Regions from separate parts of the Mus musculus genome. Here region 1 is linked to region 2. The links are chromatin contacts, called in public HiChIP or PLAC-seq maps. All regions are on one chromosome and are shown on one strand. The core of a region is the stretch at or near the end of the contact, and the rest is flanking DNA. Distances in the headings are between cores, read along the strand shown. Region 1 has its middle 28 kb from the start of Kcmf1. Region 2 overlaps Kcmf1 (potassium channel modulatory factor 1).

What was found. HiChIP or PLAC-seq counts read pairs in DNA pulled down with a chosen protein or histone mark.
Region 1: an H3K27ac HiChIP or PLAC-seq map of embryonic stem cells shows a contact between it and region 2, with 22 read pairs. The contact joins two enhancer-like sites. A contact is called at or near these places in 2 of 484 Hi-C or Micro-C datasets (embryonic fibroblasts and nephron progenitors), 4 of 115 datasets of contacts at active chromatin or transcription factors (bone marrow-derived dendritic cells, embryonic stem cells and trophoblast stem cells) and 1 of 9 other capture datasets (adipose tissue).

What each region holds. Positions count from the first base shown.
Region 1 is chr6:72,925,233-72,929,871 of GRCm38.p6, reverse strand. No RefSeq gene overlaps it. Among named protein-coding and RNA genes, the nearest start is that of Kcmf1, 28 kb to the right of the region's middle. Within about 2 kb of position 2,886, at least 175 of the 459 cell types and tissues checked have an H3K27ac peak or open chromatin away from gene starts, as enhancers often do. A contact at or near this core is called in embryonic stem cells, where this site is marked.
Region 2 is chr6:72,839,000-72,843,097 of GRCm38.p6, reverse strand. It overlaps Kcmf1 (potassium channel modulatory factor 1), which reads left to right. Exons shown (of 7, transcript NM_019715.2): 7 at 1-1,984. The coding sequence ends at 229. Among named protein-coding and RNA genes, the nearest start is that of Tcf7l1, 52 kb to the right of the region's middle. Within about 2 kb of position 1,782, at least 11 of the 459 cell types and tissues checked have an H3K27ac peak or open chromatin away from gene starts, as enhancers often do. A contact at or near this core is called in embryonic stem cells, where this site is marked.

The DNA of each region.
Region 1 (4,639 bases), core at 1,637-4,136, 86 kb before region 2:
TCCAGATCTGGAACTCTCAGTTCCTCCTCCTGCACCATGTCTGCCTGCAGGCTGCCATGCTTCCCTCCATGATGATCATGGACTGAAACTCGGAAACTGTAAGCCAGGCCCAGTTAAATGTTTGCCTTTATAAGAGTTGCCGTGGTCATGGTGTCTCTTCACAGCAATGAAATTCTAAGTAAGACACTAGGCGACCACTCAGCCAGCAGCAGTTTTTTTGGTTTTGAGACAAGGTCTCACTTAACAGCTCAGCCTAGTCTAGGATTTACTATGTAGCTAGGTGATTTGAATGAGAACGTTCTCCGTAGTCTTAGGCATCCAAACGTTTGGTCCCTGCTTGGTGATGCTCTTTGGAAAGGCTTAGGAGATGTGGCCTTGTTGGAGGAAACAAAGCCCACATCACAGTCATAAAAACAGAGATTCACAGAAACAGACGCTGGAACGCATGGAAGGCCTCCCGGTCTGGTCTCCCAAGAAAGTCCTTTTCCCAAGATCTAGCATGTAGACAAAAGCCATTTCCTTGGGGACTTGAAGAAAGTTCCTGCTTGCTAAAAAGGAGTCATTCTCCTTATCTCTGGCATGAGGAACTTATGGCCCTTTATTAACCCATGACTGTGTTAATAAACTGTCTATTAACTTGTCAAGGTCAGTACACCTCTAAGCTCCCACAGTCCCCGCTCACGAGCCCCACATCAGCTCACAAGCCCCCTTTCTTCCATCCCCATTTAACCCTGAAAAATCTTTCCTGTCCCTTCTCTTTGCTTTCCCAGGAGACAGTCTTGGCAGTTTGGAATAAACTTTTCCCTTTTCAACCACGGACTGGCTATTTTGGTTTCTTTACTGTGCCCATTTTCATTTACTCCCCAAACCAGCTTGGGATGGGGATGGGCTGCGATAGCAGAGGCTATTTTCTTGGTGGTGCACACCCCTAAATTTTAAAAGTCGAGGATAAAAGCCGGGCACAGAACATTGGAGGAGAAGGCTGGAAAATCAGAGAATCTCAAGATCAGCGCTGGAGATTTGGATCAGCATTTACGAGCATAGAGCAAGTTTGAGGCCAGCCTGGTCCACATGAGACCCTGTCTCAAAACAACAGCTAAAAACCTCAAAGACGAAGGCCAACAGGCCGCCCCTTGGGTTAAGGTGCCTGCAGCTCAGCCTGATGATAGGAGCCAGTTCCCAGAAACCACCTGGTGGAAGGTAAGAACCAAAGGACTGACTTCTTCAAATTGTCTTCTGACCATCACACGTTTACACACACACACACAAGCTAGGCCTAATGTAGTGGTACCTGCTTTTAATTCCAGCACTCAGGGAGGCAGAGGCAAATAGATTTTTTGTGAGTTCAGCCTGGTCTATATAGGAATTCCAGTCCAGCCAAGGCTACATAGTAAAACCCTGTCTCAAAATAAATAAATAAAATAAAAGTAAACTTTAAAATGTAGTTAAAAGATTTTTTAGAAGATTTAATTTTCTTTTTTAATTGACCAGGCAGTGGTGGTACACTTTTTTAATCTCAGCACTCGGGGACAGAGACTGACAGATCTCTTTGAGTTCAAGGCCAACCTGTGTGAGACCACAACAGGAAAAATAGACCTTACAGGTTGAGTTCTGTTTGCAATTAAGAATATATTCCTGTTTGTCCTACGTGTGTTTGAGCCATTTGCACCAGATGGACTTGATCCCATGTGGGCAAGAATTACATCAGAATGTACACTTGCCCCTGATGGATAGAAGGTCAATTGTGGGGTTTGCCTTTTTAAGCATCTGAAAACTGTGACTTGGGAGCATTTTCCTTAAAACTCAGGTGTGGGCCTGGCTAGAGTCCAGTAACCTGGCCAGTATTTAATTAAAGATTGTTTCAAATTTGGCTTGAAAGTGTGGTAGTGATCTTATTTTTGACAAATAGGATTATTGCCTGGTCTACAGAACAAGTTCCAGGATAGCCAAGGCTACACAGAAATCCTGTCTCAAAAGCAACAACAGCAAAAAGATGTGCATGTATCTACCGAGGCCAGCGGGGTCATCAGATCCTCCTGGAGCTGGAGTTACAGGCAATAGTAAGAAATCCGACATGGACTCTGAGCATCAAACTCATCCTCTGTAAGAACAGTGTGGGCTCTACTACACCATCTCTCCAGCCAAAGACCAAAGGAGAAGTATTAACAATGAAAACAGGAAGGTTTTCATTCCTAAAGCCTACATTTAAAAAAAAAAAAAATCATTAAGCCAGGATTAGTAGCATACCAGTTCCCAAGAGGCACTGGCAAAAGAGAAGCGAATTCCTGTGAGGCCTAGGTTATCCTGGCCTCCATAGGGAGTTCCCAACCATGTCAGCCTTGGCTACAGAGTGACACTTTAGCTTTAGAAAAGGAAAAAAGAAAACAGAAAAAAAGCCAAAGCTACTATAGCATCATAATGACATACTGCCAGTATACATCCCTAGGGTTTGTTGAGTGTCAGGTTGGGTGTGGGAAGACTTCAAGAGATCGAATGGCCATAGTAGACAGCAAGAGAGGATTACACTAGCATGGGAGGTTCCTTGGGGCCTGGGCCAGTATGGAGCCTGAGGTGTGCCTTGTCTATGCACTGTGGTCAGCACTCAGGCCCTCTCGACTTCTCACCTGGACCCCGGATCATTAGCAGGTGGGGGCAAGCTGCCTTGCCCCCACCTGCTGTCCAGATATGACTTCCTGTTTGGCAAGTTCTGAGGGTTCCTCTCCCTGCTCCTCAAACTCCCCTTTGTTCATAAACTTGGCATTCGACATCCCTAGCCCTTATCCCTCCCTTCAGCCAGCTGGAATTTCCTGTCCCACTGTCCTCCCAGCAGGAGATTCCATTCCCGGCTCTGAGTCACTTTGGGGTGACTCAAGTGTGACTCACTCCACCGAGGTCCCTCCCACTTCAACTTACCTCGGCTGGGTGTGGCTCCTGCCCATTCACTGGCAGGGATCTTCTTTCAGCCACAGCTGATGTGAGACTCCTCCCACATCCCAGGAACCTGGCATGAGAAAGGGACCCTCAACAAAGGAGCAATCTGGCCAGTGCCGAGGCTGCTAGATGACAGAAGCTCAAGCATTCCAAAGCCTGAACAAGAAGTCGCTGAGCTGGTTTCTCTGTCCCCACCCTCCTCAGACCCTGCCTCTAGCTACAATCAAGGCTCATCTGGCTTTTCAGAAACCCACCTTTCTGCCCCAAGGATCACTCCAAATACCCATTTCCAGCTGGGAGCAACTATGGATCACAGACTGAGCTAACAGTAGTTATGATCAGGAAAGTATTCAGTTTTAAGTAGGATACAAACTTATGTACTGAGCAGACAAAAACAAACACACAAAAATCTCACAGGAAATAGGAGATACTTTATTCTGGAGTCAAATCTGAGTGATCATGACCCAGGAACAAAAATTTAAGTCACCACAAATTCCATGTTCCAATGTGGTAACAGTCTGATGAAGTGTCGTTGTTGTAGTTTTGGTTTTCTGAGACAGGGTTTTTCTGTGTAGCCCTGGCTGCCCTGGAATGATGCTTGCTGGTTCATTTGCTGGCTTACTCCTCTCTGTCAAGGCTCTAACTTAACCAGCCTCTTAGACAACCCAGAAACGCCTACTTGGGGAATGGTTCTGCCAACAGTGGGTTGGCCCTCCCACATCCATCATTAATCAAGACAGTTTCCCACAGACATGCCCATAGGCCAATCTGATCTAAGCAACTCACATAAATCGGCTTGTGCACACCTGTAATCACAGCTCTTGGAAAGTAGAGGCAAGAAAATCAGGAGGTCAAGGTTAGCAATGATATCTCAGGGGGCTTAGAGACAGCGTGGAGTACACAAGACCTTGTCTTTAAAAAAAAAAAAAGGATGGGGAAGTGGGGTGGCGAGATGCTCTGTGGTGGTTTGAATGTACTTGACTCAGAGAGTGGCATTCTTAGGAGTTGTGGCCTTGTTGGAGTAGGTGTGGCCTTGTTGAAAGAAGTGTGTCACTATAAGTATGGGCTTTTATGAGACTTTCCTTTGTCAATGCAATTAATCTGATTCCTTAGGAAGACTCTTCAGACAACAAAAAGTAGCCATATTCTTCACCAAAAACAGTCTTAGGCCATATACTAACATTCTTCTCCTCTGAAACTTTTGAAGCAAGACCCCCACAGTTCAAGCCACACTCAGCATCAGTGATGCCATATTCTTACTAGGATGGCCCATTAAACCCCACTTAAAGCATTCCACTGCTTTCCAAATCCAAAGTCCCAAAATCCACATTCTTCCAAACAAAAACACGGCCAGGCCTATCACAGCAATACCCCAGTTCCTGGTACCAACTTCTATCTAGGGTTTCATTGCAATGAAGAGACACTATGGCCAAGGCAACTCTTGTAAAGGACAAACATTTAATGGGGGCTGGCTTACAGGTTCAGAGGTTCAGTCCATTATCATCAAGGCAGGAGCATGGCTGCATCCAGGCAGGCATGGCACGGGAGAAGGAGCTGAAAGTTGTGCATCTTGTTCTGAAGGGAACTGGGAGAAGACTGTCTTCCAAGCAGCTAGAAAGAGAGCCTCAAAATCCAACCCCACGGTGACACACTTCCTCCAAAAAGGCCACACCTTGTGATAGTGCCACTCCCAGGGCCAAGCATATTC
Region 2 (4,098 bases), core at 533-3,032:
CCAGTCCATGGAGAGCGAGCGTGCGGACCGCAGCCTGTTTGTCCAGGAGCTCCTTCTTTCCACGTTAGTGCGCGAAGAGAGCTCGTCCTCAGATGAGGATGATCGGGGGGAGATGGCAGATTTTGGTGCTATGGGCTGTGTAGATATTATGCCTTTAGATGTTGCTTTAGAAAACCTAAATTTAAAAGAGAGTAATAAAGGAAATGAGCCTCCACCACCTCCTCTTTGATGACCTCCCCACTCGAAGACAATGTCCTCTGTGCTGTATTTGCCAATGAAAGTGGACAACAGCTATCCTGGGTTTGTGTGGTGATTGTAATTTCAGGTCTGTCACTCTTGTTACATTGTGTACATTCAAAAGGAAGAGAGAAATATATATGATAATCATTTCCACTTAACTAATTTTTACTTCTAGCAGGTAAATGTAGGTAGCAGTGCAGGGTGATCTCTGCTTCCTGTACCTTGACATGCAAAAGGCTCTCCTAATACTCCACATTCAAACTGAAGAGGAAAATTGAAATCTCTAATGAAGCTGCTGTGTGTATTTATGAATATTAATGAATAAAAACTGCTTGGATGGTTTACCTAACTACTGCATGAGGTTTTTTGCAGCGTGCATGAGTTTCAGTGGCCTTGTTATTTAAAAATTAAATACAAGGAGTAAAACTTAAAAAAATAAAATTTAAAAATAAAAATAAAATACAAAGCCCAAAGCTTTCCCAGCGTTATCCAATGGTTACTGGCAGAGTAGCTTTTGAATAATGTCTGCCTGACTCACCCTTATCCATGTGCCTCCTACGCACAAAGCCAGCTCTGCAGTGGAACCCAGGGGGCCTAGCCAGCTACAGCGCTCCACTGTATGACTGTCCTGTCGCCCTGTTAACCAGTCCAGCCTGTCTCTGTCTCTTGTCTCACCAGAAGACACACCAGTAAAGGCGGGGTCCTCTGCAGGGCGACTGTGTGCCCTTTAGACAAATCCTGTTTGTGTTTGTTGGAAGTTTTTACTTTTTGTGGTTGTTTAAAATTTTTTGATTGTTAAACATGTTCATTCAGGTGTAGATGGATTTCATTTATTCACTGTTCAGTGCAGTTAACCTGAATTATGTTGTCTTGTTTTTTAAAATCTCACCACCTCAATCATACTTTGTGCCGTTTATGTGTGTGTGTGGTTTGCTGAGACAGATCAGTATCAGGGGAGCCTTCCCACACCTTACCAACCAAATTCTTAATGCTTATTTTAGCACCTTGTATTTATTGTTTTTCCCCTCCTGGCATAAAAAGTAAAGTTTTTTAATTGATTCATGCCACCCATATGCCTATGTTATCAATCCTGTGTGTTGAAAAAAGAAAAAAGTAGAGCTGCCTTGGTAGTTAGGGTGTGGAGGATGGGTGCTTTCTGTTTGTCTCCAGGTTTCACACTGGCTCCAGGGAGGGGCAGAGGCTCTGCGGGGGTGGGGCAGTTTTTGAAATGTAAATTTAGAACTTTTAAAAAAGATGCGCAGCTTCTGATCAATTTCTATGAGACTTAATCTAATCATGTCTGGCTCCGGCCCTCTTCCCTGTGAGCCGTCCGTCCTCTGTTGGTTCTCTCTCCCGCCATCTTGTCCTCCCCTCTGTTTTTCATGACAAGCATACAGACTTGAACACCCCTGGGTGCTGTCAAGAACTGTGAAGTCCATGGTCATCCAAATCTACCAAAAAAAGAAGTCACCCTCCATGTCTAAAAAAACTGTCGCTTCTCCTCGGAAACTTGAGACTCCACCAGCTTCCAGATACAGTAGCTGTTTTCTTTAGTCTTTGATGGAAATCTTCTGAAGGAACCGCCCTCGCTGGGCTCCTGGTACACCAGAGGTCAAGGCCGGTGGGGTTTTCTTTTTTTAATTGGTTGTTGAGAAGTTTCAGAAGTTCGTTTTCCAGCTGTGGTCATTTCAGACACATCTGCACCATAACTCACACATTTCAATAAAGCATTTTCAAGACTGTTGGCCACTCGAATTTCTTTGGTGTTGAATTAACCTGACCATCATTCAGAGGATTTTTTTTTTTTTTTAACATCTCTAATGCAGTTTTTTTTTTTTTTTTTTTTTTTTTTTTTTTGCTTTTTGTGCTAAACACAGAGTTACTGGTTTTGTGTGGATGTATAACCTTGGATGTGAGAAAGAATAACTGCCAATTGTGTACTTTCCCTCTTCTGCACAAATTCTGGGAAAACATAAGATCCTCCATTTTCAACATGGTTTTAGGGAACAGATGGAAGTCTTTCAGGGCAGTTTAATTTAGAAAATGAAGTTAACCCTTCAGAAGGCCTAGTGGTTCATAAGATTCCATCTCATGTAGAAAATTGTATATTAATTATTTTTATCAGATATTTTACAAATACCTCACCTCATCCTGTATGTAACCTATAATAATGTATTATTTTAGGGTAGAAAGACACAGATTATCAATATAAAATATATTTAAGCCCTTCGAATTCTTGTGTCCTTTTTCTTTAGTTTCTGAATCAACATCACATCATTGGATGTACTTAGTGAGTTCCATTGAGTCTTCAGGGAAGAGCCCGCTCCTGATGTGGAGTGTCCATGGTGTATATGTGGTCTTCTACAGCTCTAGCCTTTACTTCCTGTTTGGAAATAATTCTGCTCAAGGTATTCTAGAAGGAGCTTAATTTCATGATTGTAGAAATTAAAAAATACATAGGCATCAGAGTGTGTGTGGTGTCGTTGTGCAGTGTGTGTATACAGTCTGTTTTGCTTAGAGATGGGGTTAAATGGAGCCGGGCTATCCTTCCAGCTCACTAAGCAGTAGAGGACTTAATCCCATCTTCTTCCTGAGTGCTGGGATTACAGGTCCACACAGCTACAAAGTGGTGGGTTTTTTGTTTTGTTTTATTCTGTTTGGTTTTGAGAGGGTTTACCTGTGTAGCCCAGGCTGTCTTGGAATTAGCTCTGTAGACCAGGCTGGCCTGGAACTCGAAGATCTGCCTGCCTCTCTCTGCTCACTACTGGAATTAAGAGTTGTGAGCCACCACCTCTGATTTTGTAACAAATACTACTTCTGTGGCCTCTAAATATAGTTTGGGATAACTTATGCCTTCTCGGCCTTCCATTTTCCCCTCCTGACAGTTCTTGGTACTATAGTATTTCCTGCAGTAACTGGTAGGTTTTCACATGTCACCAAGCCTCTTGTGTCTGCTTATCTGGCACCATCTTCAAACAGAGTTGAAGACTCTCTGGCTGGGACCTACCTTTAATTCCCAAGAGAAGCCCATGCCTTTCCAGGAGACAGGTGGATAAGGAGGATGAAATGAGAGAAAGGAAGGGGAGTGGCTAGAGATGGAAACCTTGGGATCCCTGCAACTGAAGGGCTCGTCGGCTAATGCAGGTGTCACGGCTCTGCACCCCAGTATCCCTGGCCTGACAGAGCATCGGCCTTAATAGTTCCTAAACTAATCCATCCACTCGGTAGGGAAGGCCCAACAGCAATGTCGACTAATGCAACCATTGCATTTTTGTGTCTTTGTAGGGTGTGAGCCTCTGTCTACAGTTATAAGCACAGTTTTAGGGGTTTATGAGTTGATTCCGTGTGCAGTTTGTTTTTTGAAACTCTTCTAAATTGGTTTCAACTTAAAACAGTCCCCCTCGAGCCAACAAATACATCCACCTTGTTTTAGTTAGGTCTTTGAGACAAGCCCTCCCTAAGTAAATCAGCTGACCTTGAAGTCCTGCCTCAGCTACGCAATTGCTGATATCACAGCATACAGTATGCCCCACTTGGCTTGCAGAAAGCAGTGGTTATAATTCATAGCCTAGTCTTGTGCTCTGAGATGAGAGAAGTGGGGATTTGTCAACCAGCTCAGAAATAACAGCCTTGTATCCAGTTTAGTGCAAAGTTAGGCTAGACTTCAGGACAGCAGCCACACCGGAGGGCTTTCTAGTTACATGTGGCAGTAGGAAACTAGCGTTGAACATCTCCCCTTCAGTTGAGAGTAGTATAAAAATCTGTGTGTTGGCAGCAGACATGCTGACAAAGTACCTTTCTTTGTCCTGAAACTGGTCCATTCCATTAGTACACACCTCAGAAGATGCTCTTCTAAGG